Linked DNA regions of Mus musculus: region 1 is linked to region 2. The links are chromatin contacts, called in public HiChIP or PLAC-seq maps. All regions are on one chromosome and are shown on one strand. Each heading gives the region's core, a stretch centred on a gene start, on an enhancer-like site or on the middle of the called end of the contact. The rest is flanking DNA. Distances are from core to core; before and after follow the strand shown.

Evidence for each region. HiChIP or PLAC-seq counts read pairs in DNA pulled down with a chosen protein or histone mark.
Region 1: a contact with region 2 is called in an H3K27ac HiChIP or PLAC-seq map of trophoblast stem cells, with 14 times the contacts expected there. The contact joins the enhancer-like site here to the promoter of Atp5j in region 2. A contact is called at or near these places in 2 of 39 promoter capture datasets (cranial neural crest and embryonic stem cells), 1 of 484 Hi-C or Micro-C datasets (embryonic stem cells), 3 of 115 datasets of contacts at active chromatin or transcription factors (acute myeloid leukemia, large pre-B cells and trophoblast stem cells) and 2 of 9 other capture datasets (adipose tissue and macrophages).

What each region holds. Positions count from the first base shown.
Region 1 is chr16:87,388,088-87,393,884 of GRCm38.p6, reverse strand. All of the region lies in intron 25 of Ltn1 (listerin E3 ubiquitin protein ligase 1), which reads left to right. Among named protein-coding and RNA genes, the nearest start is that of Gm25896, 28 kb to the left of the region's middle. Within about 2 kb of position 4,239, at least 5 of the 459 cell types and tissues checked have an H3K27ac peak or open chromatin away from gene starts, as enhancers often do. A contact at or near this core is called in trophoblast stem cells, where this site is marked.
Region 2 is chr16:84,832,312-84,838,104 of GRCm38.p6, reverse strand. Atp5j (ATP synthase, H+ transporting, mitochondrial F0 complex, subunit F) reads left to right here and starts at 3,083. Exons shown (of 4, transcript NM_001302214.1): 1 at 3,083-3,296. It overlaps Gabpa (GA repeat binding protein, alpha), which reads right to left and starts at 2,981. Exons shown (of 10, transcript NM_008065.2): 1 at 2,562-2,981.

The sequences.
Region 1 (5,797 bases), core at 2,990-5,489, 2.6 Mb before region 2:
CATCATGCACCGTTCTAGCTTTTGCTTCTTGAGAAATACACTTCATCTAAAAATAAACAGCAACAACAAAACCCTTTGTGTCAATTTTAAGATATGACCTTGCTCTCATGTTGGTCTCATGTTTGTTTCAAGACACATGCATCCCCCTGCCTCAGCCTCACGAGTGCTGGGAATACAAGTGTACACTTTCCCCATGTCAGACTTTGGTTTAATCAGCCTTGGCAAGTTTCTTCTCACATCAATACAGAAGTATTTAGCAGAGAATGTCCTGCTTCAAATGTACTTTCCAATCAATTTTTCAGAATTTTTTTTAAAAGATTTATTTATTTATTATATGTAAATGCATTGTAGCTGTCCTCAGATACTCCAGAAGAGGGCATCAGATTTCGTTACAGATGGTTGTGAGCCACCATGTGGTTGCTGGGATTTGAACTCGGGACTTTCGGAAGAGCAGTCTTAACCACTGAGCCATCTCGCCAGCCCCAATTTTTCAGAATTCTTAAACTATACTTTATGTTGTTGCTTATACCCATGCCTTAGTACAAACATATTAGTTTGTAAATTCTTGCCACCATGCCTGGCCAAGTTTGTACAGTCTTATATTTGTGTAGTTTAGGGGAGGATCATACTAGGGGCAACATTGATCCAATTGCCAAACAGAATATTTTATTCCTTGTCAAGCCTGTTCTTAAGTTTAGTACTTATGCTACTATTATTTGCTGATGTATTTTAAGAGTCTTTTTTTTTTTTTTTTTGAGACAGGGTTTCTCTGTGTAGCCCTGGCTGTCTTGGAACTCACTTTGTAGACCAGGCTGGCCTCAAACTCAGAAATCCGCCTGCCTCTGCCTCCCAAGTGCTGGGATTAAAGGTGTGTGCCACCACGCCCGGCGTATTTTAAGGGTCTTTTTTGGAGCTTTTAGATTTGTTCCTAAAATATTATTGATGTCCAAAAATTAACATCAAATTCAGACTTTGGTATGTATGAAATTTGTCATCTTAAAAGTGACCATATTCCTTATATCAGGAAAATGGACATTCACTGTGGTTTTGTGTCTCAGCATAGGCAGGGACCGCTCTTGCTTCTCACTTGCTCTTCCCTTCCTGCTCCTACTCTCTCCCCATCCCCCCCACAACGTGCTCATGGCTGGCCTCTACCTACCCCCCACCCCCCCATCCCCCACCCCGGCCTTTCTCTGACTCTGCTAGCCTCTCAACTCCTCCCCATGCCCTGAATAAACTCTATTCTATTCTTTAAAAAAAAAAAAAAAAAAAAAAAAAGATAGGCAGGAAACCAAAAAGATTGTGCAAAAATTTTTTTAAAAAAAATGTAAATACAAGGTCTCACTATGGAGCTGTGGCTTGGACCTCACAAGGTCTACCTCTGTCTTGTGAATGCTGGGATTAAAGGTATATACCACAGTGCCCAGCAACAGTTTTTAATTGAAAATCTTTTTTTTCATACAATATATTCTGATTACAACCTTATCTCTCCTACTGCTCCCAATTCCTCCTTTCCCCCTGTATTAGTCAGGGATCTCTAGAATCATGGAACTTATGGATAGTCTATATATAGTAAAGGAATTTATTGATGACTTACAGTCTGTAGTCCAGTTCCCAACAATGGTTCAGTCGCAGCTGTGAATGGAAGTGCAAGGATCTAGCAGTTATTCAGTCCCACACGGCAAGCAGGCAAGGGAGCAGGAGCTGATGCAGAGGCCATGGAGGGATGTTCTTTACTGGCTTGCTTCCCCTGGCTTGCTCAGCCTGCTCTCTTATAGAACCCAAGACTATCAGCCCAGAGATGGTCCCACCCACAAGGGGCCTTTCCCCTTTGATCACTAATTGAGAAAATGCCTTACAGTTAGATCTCATGGAGGCATTTCCCCAACTGAAGCTCCTTTCTCTGTGATAACTCCAGCTGTGTCAAGTTGACACAAAACTAGCCAGTACAATTGACCCCCTGTCAACTTGACACACAAACACATCACTAGTAGGCCTGGACCCTTACATTCTTATTCATCCCCAAGATCTAAATAACTTTAAATGTCCCACAGTCTTAAATATTCTTAAAATTTCAATCTCTTTAAAATATCCATCTCTTTTAAAATCCAAAGTCTTTTAAAATCCAAAGTCTCTTAACTGTGGGCTCCACTAAAATACTTTCTTCCTTTAAGAAGGAAAAATATCAGGGCACAGTCACAATCAAAAGCAAAAATTAAACTCCAACTGTCCAATGTCTGGGATCCAACTCACGATCTTCTGGTCTCCTCCAAGGGCTAAGGTCACTTCTCCAGCCCTGTCCATTGTAGCACACAGCTTTTCCTTTAGGCTCCAGATGCCTGTACTCCACTGCTGCTGCTGTTCTTTGTCATCTCATGGTCCTGGCATCTCCAAAACACTGCGTGACCCCTTCAGTCCTGGGCCATCAACTTCAACTGAGGCTGCACCTTCACCAATGGCCTTCCATGGCCTCTCACAGTGCCGAGCCTCAGCTGCTTTGCGTGACCCCTTCATGACTTCAAAACCAGTACCACCTGGGTGACCCTTACACATTACCAAGTCCTGCTGCAGCAGAAGTACAACCTTGGCTATCTCTGGAACACAGCCTCTTTGTGCTTTCAGAAAACACTTCCCAGAAGACGTCACCTCAACGATGCTGGTCTCTTCTTAATCACTGCTAATTTCTTAGCTCCAGCTAACCAGCATCAATAGTCCCAGTAATGCAAAGATTTTGCTTTAGTAGTTCTGGTATCTTGTTACTCACAGCTGATTCTTCAGCCCCAGCTAACCAGAACCATAGAATAATCAAACTCCAAACTAGCAATGGCCCTGAAAAGAGTCTTTAATTTTCCCTCTGAAATTTCACAAGCCAGGCCTCCATCTTCTGCACTGTTCTCAACATTATCTTCCAAGCTCGTACACAACATCCCACAGTGCTCTTAACACCGAATGGATCTTCTGGCCCAAAGTTCCAAAGTCCTTCCACAGTCCTCTCCAAAACATGGTCAGGTTGTCACAGGAATACCCTACTATGCTGGTACCAATTTGTCTTAGTCAGGGCTTCTATTCCTGCACAAACATCATGACCAAGAAGCAGTTGGGGAGGAAAGGGTTTATTCAGCTTACACTTCCATACTGCTGTTAATCACCAAGGAAGTCAGGACTGGAACTCAAGCAGGTCAGGGAGCAGGAGCTGATGCAGAGGCCATGGAGGGATGTTACTTACTGGCTTGCTTCCTCTGGCTTGATCAGCCTGCTCTCTTTTAGAACCCAAGACTACCAGCCCAGAGATGGTCCCACCCACAAGGGGCCTTTCCCCCTTGATCACTAATTGAGAAAATGCCTTACAGCTGGATCTCATGGAGACATTTCCTCAACTGAAGCTCCTTTCTCTGTGATAACTCCAGCTGTATCAAGTTGACACACAAAACCAGCCAGTACACCTTCCTTCCCATCCAGTTCCACATTCTTTCTTTCTCTCCTTATAAAACAAACAGGCATCTAAGAAAAAGAGCCAAAGAAAAAGCACAAGAAACGTACACACACATTCACACACTCGGCAATCCCATAAACACTCAAAACTGGAACCCATGATATACACAAAGGACTTGTAAGGTAGAAAAAACTAACAAACAAAACCAACCAAACAAAAAAGCCCTCCCGAGATGCCATTGCTGTTTCTGTTGGTCATCTACTGCTGTCCTGAGACCTACCCCTTAGTGTAGTTTGTTTCCCCAGTGGGACTTCCTTGGAGAAAATGGAGTTTTCATTTGCAAGTGGTTCTTGATTGGAGATAGCTTCTGGGTTAGGATGGGTGTGTGGGCCTACTTCTCCTGTCAGCTCTAAGAGCCCAACTGGCACAGACCTGTCCTGGGCATGAACAGCGGTTATTATTGAGCCTGAAGTATGAAAGGAGATAGATATAAGCAAATCAACCAGAATGTCGCAGAAGATTAAACAGACTAGCTCTATTCTGAGATGAACTGAGACAGTTGAAAAAAAAATGTAATGGTTTCAAATCATGGGATGGCTTAACTTCTCAAGAAACCCTTAGCAAACTGGATTGAACTGGGAACAGTCCTATGTGTGTTTCCCCCTTCTCTTAGAAATATATGGGTTTGGTTGGTTGGTTGTTTTGTTTTATTTTGTTTCGAGACTAGCTTTCCCTTGTAGCCTTGGCTATCTTGGAAACTCACTCTGTAGACTAGGCTGACTTGGAGCTCAGAGAGCCACCTGTCTCCACATTCCTGGAGCTAGGATTAAAGGTGTGCACGGCCACTGCCTGGCAGAAATATGTATTACATCAAAACATGGCAGTTACATAGGGTTGTTGGGAACCGTGCAGTATTGCAGCACATGCTTTGTATCTTTCCTGAGAGCTGTGACATCCATCTGTGTAAAGTGCAAGCCTCCCTTTTAGCTGAGTTACAGTTAGGAAAGCTGTTGCTCAGAGCCTAGCACCCAGTACATACTGTGGCTCTTAGTCATTTCTCAGCTCCTCCCCTCCCCCACGCCTCCATCTTATATCTTACTAAGTTGCCTAGGTTGTTGGTTCACTATGTAGCCAGGCTTGAATTTGTGTGGACCACCATGAGTTTCTTCGTGTTGGTTGAAAAGTAGTCTGTTGTGTATAATACCACATTTGTTCCTCTGTTGATAAACATTATGATATTGCCACTTCTGGGCTATGATTAACAGTGCTACTATAATTCATGAATGTGTCCTTTTTTTTCCTTTTTTTTTTAAAAGATTTATTTGGTTTATGTATGTGAGGACACTGTCGCTTTCTTCAGGTACACCAGAAGGGCATCAGATCCCATTACAGATGGTTGTGAGCCACCATTTGGTTGCTGGGAACTGAATTCAGGACCTCTGAAGAGCAGTCAGTGCTCTTAACCTCTGAGCCCCGAATGTGTCTTGTTTTTTGAAGATAAGTTTTCATTTCTCTTGCATCATGAACCCCAAATTAGGATTTTCTGGGTCATATTCATGTTTCCCTCCATTACTATGGTTGATAAACTCTACTTTCTATCTGTTGTTTTTTTGAAGATTAATAGGCAGTATATTTTAATAATATCCTTTCCTCTCCCTCACTCTCCCCTTCCCCCCACATCAATAAGACAAGATTGGAGTGGAGTTGATATAAGCAGTGACTCTTACTGTAGAAAACTGATTTTACTCGCCTAGGGGTTATCAAGCACAAGTAACTTCGTTTCCCATTAACTTACTTATTTATTCACTTTTCATCCCAATTGCAGCCCCCTCCTTCCAGTCCTCCTCCCACAAAACTCCTCCCCCATAGCCCCTTCCTCTTCTACTCTGAGAACAGGGAGGTCTTTCTGGCTACCAGTCTACCCTAGCACCTCAATTCACTGCAGGACTAGGTGCATCCTCTTCCACTGAGGCCACTCAAGGCCACCCAGTTAGGCGAAGAGGGTCCACAGGCAGGTAACAGAGTCAGGGACAGCTGCCCCTCCAGTTGTGTGGGACCCACACGAAGACCAAGCTGCACATGCACTGCATATGTGAGGACCTACGTGCAGCTCATGTATCCATCGCAAATGACTTTTTGTGTCCATTTCCCCTTCCCCGCACTGGGAAGTTGTCTGACTTAACTCTGTGCAGGTCTTGTGTGTGCTGTCACAGTGACTGTGAGTCCATATGTGCACTGCTGATGTGGATGACACCGTTTCCTTCCAGTCATCCACCTTTGACTCTTAGAATCTTTCTTCCAAGCCTGAGCCTTGAGTGAAGGTGTTTGATACAAAGGCGTCTCATTTAGGGCCGAGTAACTGCA
Region 2 (5,793 bases), core at 1,834-4,333:
ATAAAAGCTACATCAACTGTATTAAAGCAACTTGGATTCAAACCTGAAGCTGAGCATGGGGATCGATTACAACTGCTTAGCTAGAAATCTGATTTGATTACATAATGATTAAAATTCAAGTTACAAAAGCTATCTACAATGCCTGAAAGTGACAAGGGACTAATAAGTGGAATAGATTAAATCTTCAATTAACTGATAGAAAAAAAAGGGGGGGGGGCGCTAAGACAAACTATCAACACTGGCAAAGCACAGCACAGAAAAAGGAAACTCCAACTAAAGTAAATTAAAACTTCGGGGTATTGGTAAAGCACCAATGGACATCATTCCAAAATGAAGTGTAAACGTAACTCTCCACACGGCATTGCATTGCCTAGGAAATGCAGTCGGCATTCGGGAAAGGTTGGCATATCCATCTATGTCTCATGAGGAAAGGACAGAAACCCAATCTGATTAGAAGTTAAAACCATGATGCTCTGCCGTGCCTGCAGATGGGAGCCTAGCATAGCTGTCGCCTGAGAGGCTTCATCCCAGCCGCTGATGGAAACAGATGCAGAGACGCACAGCCAAACATCAGCGGAGCTCAGGGAGTCTCATGGACGAGTTGGGGATGGGAATGAGGGAGTTGGAGGGGTTAAGGAAGACCTCCAGAGTCAACTAACCTGGAGCCATGGAAGATGAACCACCCACCAAAGCACAGGCAGGGGCTGGACCTAGGCCACCTACACATTTGCAGCAGATGTGCAACTTGGTCTTCACGTCGGTCCCTAACAACTGGAGTGGAGGCTTTCTCTGAGCCTGGCAATGGATCCCGTTCCCTTAACTGGACTACCAGTTGGGCCTCAGTGGAGAGGGCAGGCTTAGGCCTACTGTGACTGGATGTCCTAGGATGGATACTGAAGGGGGGCCTTCCCCTTCGAAGGAGTAATGGGGTGAGGGGGAGGACAGGGAGGGAGACAATTGGGATATAAAGTGAATGAATTCATTAATTTTTTAAAAAGTTAAAAACTGAGCCAGAAGGCAGTGGTCCATGCCTTTAATCCCACCACTTGGGAGGCAGTGGGAGGTGCATCAGCGTTCAAGGCCAGCCAAACACAGGAAAACCCTGTCTGAAATCCCCTCACTCCCCCAAAAAACCTCCTTCTGGGGAAGAGCATGAGAGTTCTCAAAACTACCATTCCTCTTTTCGGTCCTGTAGGTTTGTTGTACAGTTGCCAGAGACTCAGATGAATCCAGTACTTGGCCCCCCTGGGCTCCTCAACCTTACTACCGCACTCAGTACTTACTGAACTGACTCAGTCACGACTATGTATCCCCAAGTTACGCGTCTGTACTTGTAGCAAAGATAAAATGGACGTAAATCCAGTTGGCATCCAGGTAGTAATACAAATACAAAAGAAAGAAAAAAGAAGTGCTAAAAAAATGGCCAGTGTTTAGTGGCATGGGGTACCTAAGAATGTGAGGGGGATCTATATAAATGTTTTCCTCTTGCCAGCAGTCAGTCCTGTCATTAGCTCAATCTACCTGTTTTAAAAAAATTGAGGTGGGGAGGCCAAGAAAGGGGTCAACATTTGAAATGTAAATAAATAAAATAACCAATTAAAAAATGCACTTATTTTGCTAGGCAAGGTAGTGCACACCTTTAATGCCGGCGCTCAGAAAATAGAGGCAGATAGGCCTCTAAACTCTAGGCCGGTCTAATCTACATAGCAAGTTCAAGGTCAGCCAGGCTAGAAAGTGACACCCAACACAAACTTACACGTACCCAGACACCACTTATAAGGTGCGCATGCGCACTTGTGGAGGTCAGAGAGCAGACAGTTCTCTCCTCCTTCCATCTGGATTCCAGAGGCTGAACAGTCTGGCTCGGCAGCAAGTGCCTTTACCTGTCGAACCATCTCACTGGCCTACCTAAGGATTTAGTTTCAAATGACTGTTTGTCATCGTGAAACGATGCGCTGGCACCATTCTCTATGCTGTGGACCCTAAGGGTGGAATCCCCTAAACTCCATCGTTGTGTTCACTGCACTACACCAACCCCCAAAAAAGGTCGGGGGGAGGAGTGGGGGAAGTTGGCAAGGTACAGTAACTTTCACTGACATCTTCGGGAAAGACGCAGAAAGTCATCCTATGCATTAGAACGATTGCACCGATGCGACTCTAGGACAGTTCCAGAAGGGCAATCGGTACTGCTAGTGCGGGGATGGCTGACTCGGGTGACAGACAGGTCTGGCATCTTCCCGAGAGACCCGGGAGCGCCCGGGGCTGTGCGCTCGGCCAGCGCGCCGAGCCTGGACCGCGCCCGTGCGACGGGCGACTCCGCCGCGTCCCGCAACGCGGCCCGGGCCACGCCGCTCCCCGCGCCCCTCCCCTCGGCTTCCCGCACAGCCTCTCCCGCCCCTCCCCACCAGGCTCCCTCAAGTCTCCACGAACGGAAATGGGAGTCGCAGCGCCGGGGACCCAGCGGAAACAAAACACAGAGGCGGCCGCGGGGGGGGACAAGCCCCGGAACCAGGCCGCCCGCGCGGGCCCGCGCTCCCCGCCAGCCCGCGTCCGCAACTCACCAGCTCCGGAATTCGTCCCGTGGCCCTAGCCCGCGCTTCCACAGCCGGCTGGGAACGGCGGCGGCGCGGGCTCCAGGTACAGCGCCTCTCCGGGCGAGCCGCGCCGCTCCCGCGAGTAGCAGGGTAAGGTCCCGGGGCCCTTCCCGTGGAATCGGCGCTAAGGAACCCCAGCCCCTCTCCCGCCTCCCAGGCACCCCCGGGCCTGGAACTACAACTCCCAGCAGGCTGCGCGGCCCGAAACGCCCGCGACGACGGGGCTCACGAGGCACAAACGCCCCCCAGCCGCTTTGGTTTTTTGTTTTGTTTTGGTTTTGGTTTTTACGCGCTCCTTTGTACCCCCACCCTACATCCACCTCCCCAACCCCAAGGATCGGGACGCTGACTCCGAAGGGAGCTTGAACTAGGGGACAGGCCAGAATACGCATGCGTACAGTGCAGTGTCTCCAAGAGGGAAAAGGGGGTGAAGTTAAAGTGTAGGAAAGATGGCGGAGTCTTAGCTGAGGGACCCGGAAGCACTTACCCTCCACTTCCTCCTCCTGTTTGGCTTCTGTCTCACCTAGAGGCGTCCGGTCGCAGACTCCCTTCGAGGCGCTTCCTGTCCGGTGAGCGTCGAACGACTGAAGCCGCGGCCCATAGTGCCTTGCGATGGCGGGTAGGCGTGTGTAGGCGGAGCCAGGGCCGGAAGTAGAACGGTGGCGGCGGCGGTGACTCTGGCAGCTCGGGACTCAGTGCAAGGTGACTGGGAGGGTAACTGGGCTAGCTCGGCCTCCTGGGACTGAGCTTCTGGGTTTCTTCACGAGGAGAGAGGGCTGCCCGTCACCTTTGCCCTGGGAGTAGAGCGCAGCCCCGTGTCCTTGGCACCGTCCTGGCCTGGCCTGGGGTCACAGGTGACCTCGGCCCTGCTGGGTATTCAGATTTGCCTTACGCTCACTAAATAAGACCGTGAATGCTCTCCTGGGAGCAGAGCGGGCCGACTCGAAAAGCAGAAAAGACGGGGTGGTGAGCCTGCAGCCCGCCTGGGGCAGCCCAAGGTCACGGCGCGCCACAGGCTTGTGAATAATGCAGGCGGCGATCGAGCCTCCTAAGACAGGAAAGGGCGATGGTGATATCCTAAAAGTTTTATATCCAATCTAGAAGTCATGCTTTGTCGATTGACTTTATGATTAGATACTCACGAGCAGCAAAGGGACTAGCCTTCGGCTAGGCTGGTCAGTCAACCGCTATAAATAGGAGAGCCGTGCGCCTTCCCAAAGCTACACCTCTGGGTTTGAACTTTGATTACCCCACCCCCACCCCCACCATGCTTTCCCCAATATTGTTACTATCAGACCTCTAACAAGCAGCAAGCTAGTGCAGGATATTAATTCAGTACGGAATTTGTCCCAAATGGTGTTCTACACTTAGGATGCCATTTGTCTTCCGTGTGATCATGAACAGATCGCATTCTCTATTTAATCTGAAAAAGTGAAAGGCAGTGAAGGAGAAACAACAAGTAGTTTTGGTAAGAGAGAATGTGGTCACTGTTAGAACGATTGAGTAGGACTTAGGAGGTGAGTATACATGTATGTTTGGGGTTCAGAGAGTACGCTAAATTAGACGTGGGGATTGGAAATCATTGTTTGGGATGGTGCGTTATTGAAAGTGAAAATGTATTTTCCCTGTCTTGTAGAAGAAATGACCGTCTTGGCAGTTAGATTGGGAGCAGGTTGACTGTGGAATGTTAGGTAAACAACCTTCTTTAGACATATTTTTTTTAATCACCTATAAGCAAGACTGAAAGAAGCACCTTCCCCTAACACTTAGAGAGTATTTCCTAAGTGGACAATATGGAAGTATTTTACAGTATTTTTAGGGCTAAAGAATTCTTGATACCTTACTAATTATGTCTTAAGTGTGTTCCTAGATTTCCAGGATGAATCAAGTGTGGTGTTCTTATTATAAAGTCTTGTCTACTTGCCTGTAGCTCTTTCGCCTGTATAATTCTCTGGTAGAGTATGAATGGCATTGATTTCCTCAAATGTTTTATTTTTATCGGGATCGGTGAATGAAAACTCGTGCTTATTTGATTTTTTTTTCAGCAGTACTAAATGTTATACCAGGTTTGTTGAAGTTGGTACTATTGACACTTTAGATAACTCTTCAAAATGAGAATAGGGAAGATTGCTATCTTTCATGTTGTAGGGAGTATAGCAGTGTGCCCGAACTTTACCCACTATAGGCCACCTTCATTCAACTTATTCAGGACAGCCAAAATTATCTTCAGACAGGAATTGTGCCCTTGTAGCGAAAATTATACACTCTCTCCCTTCACATATGTTTAATAACCATTATGCCAATCAGCTGCCATATAGTTAACGATTCTTGAACTATTAGTGGTACCACTCAAAACCCTCTGTGCATTTCTGTCAGTCCATCCATCCATCTGTCCATCCATCCATCTATCCATCTATGTATCTATGTGTGCATATGTATGTGGACACTTCTGCCTGTGTTTCTCCAATGGCCAGGATCAGCCTCCGCTGTTTATCTTCAGGTTGTGCACATTGCTTTTTGAGACATAATCGGTCCGTATCCAGGATCTTGCCAAAAAGACCAGGTTGCCAAGTGAGCTCCAGAAGGTTGGCCTTTGCCTGCCTCCCCAGTGCCAGCCTCATAAGCTTGATGCCAGTCCTGGCTTTAAAATCAAAACGGAACAAAACAACACTACCCCTCCACCACCATTTTTGTAATTGGTGATGTTACTAAATTCAAGAGAAATAACTGTCAAATTAACGTAAAGATTTTTAAATTCTTGTCCATACTTTCTCTATAATGTGAAGTAGTAGCCGTATGCTCACTACCATGGTTCTCTCTCATCTAGTAGAAGTAAGGCGTCGGCAGCAGATAGCTAGCTGGTGGGAGCCTGGGAAGCATGGTGGCAGGATTTCCTCAGGGGTTGTGTGGCCTTTATCACGGCCCTCCTGAGAAGCTTTGCCTGTAAGACCCCGTAAGCACTGTAGCACAGCGGATATCATAGAAGTGCGGTGGGAGAGGGTCGTCTTATTTCCAGGGTACACTTACTGTCTCATGAAATGGTCCGAAGCTGTTCATTGCACTATGGCTCTCCTGTTGATAGCTCACTAGAGTTTGGGGAACCCTTCCATTTTATAAGCTAAGTCTAGATGGGAAGACATTTTTTCATCTAAGTTTCAGCCTCTCTCTCTCTTCCTTTTGGACCTCCTGCTTGGATATA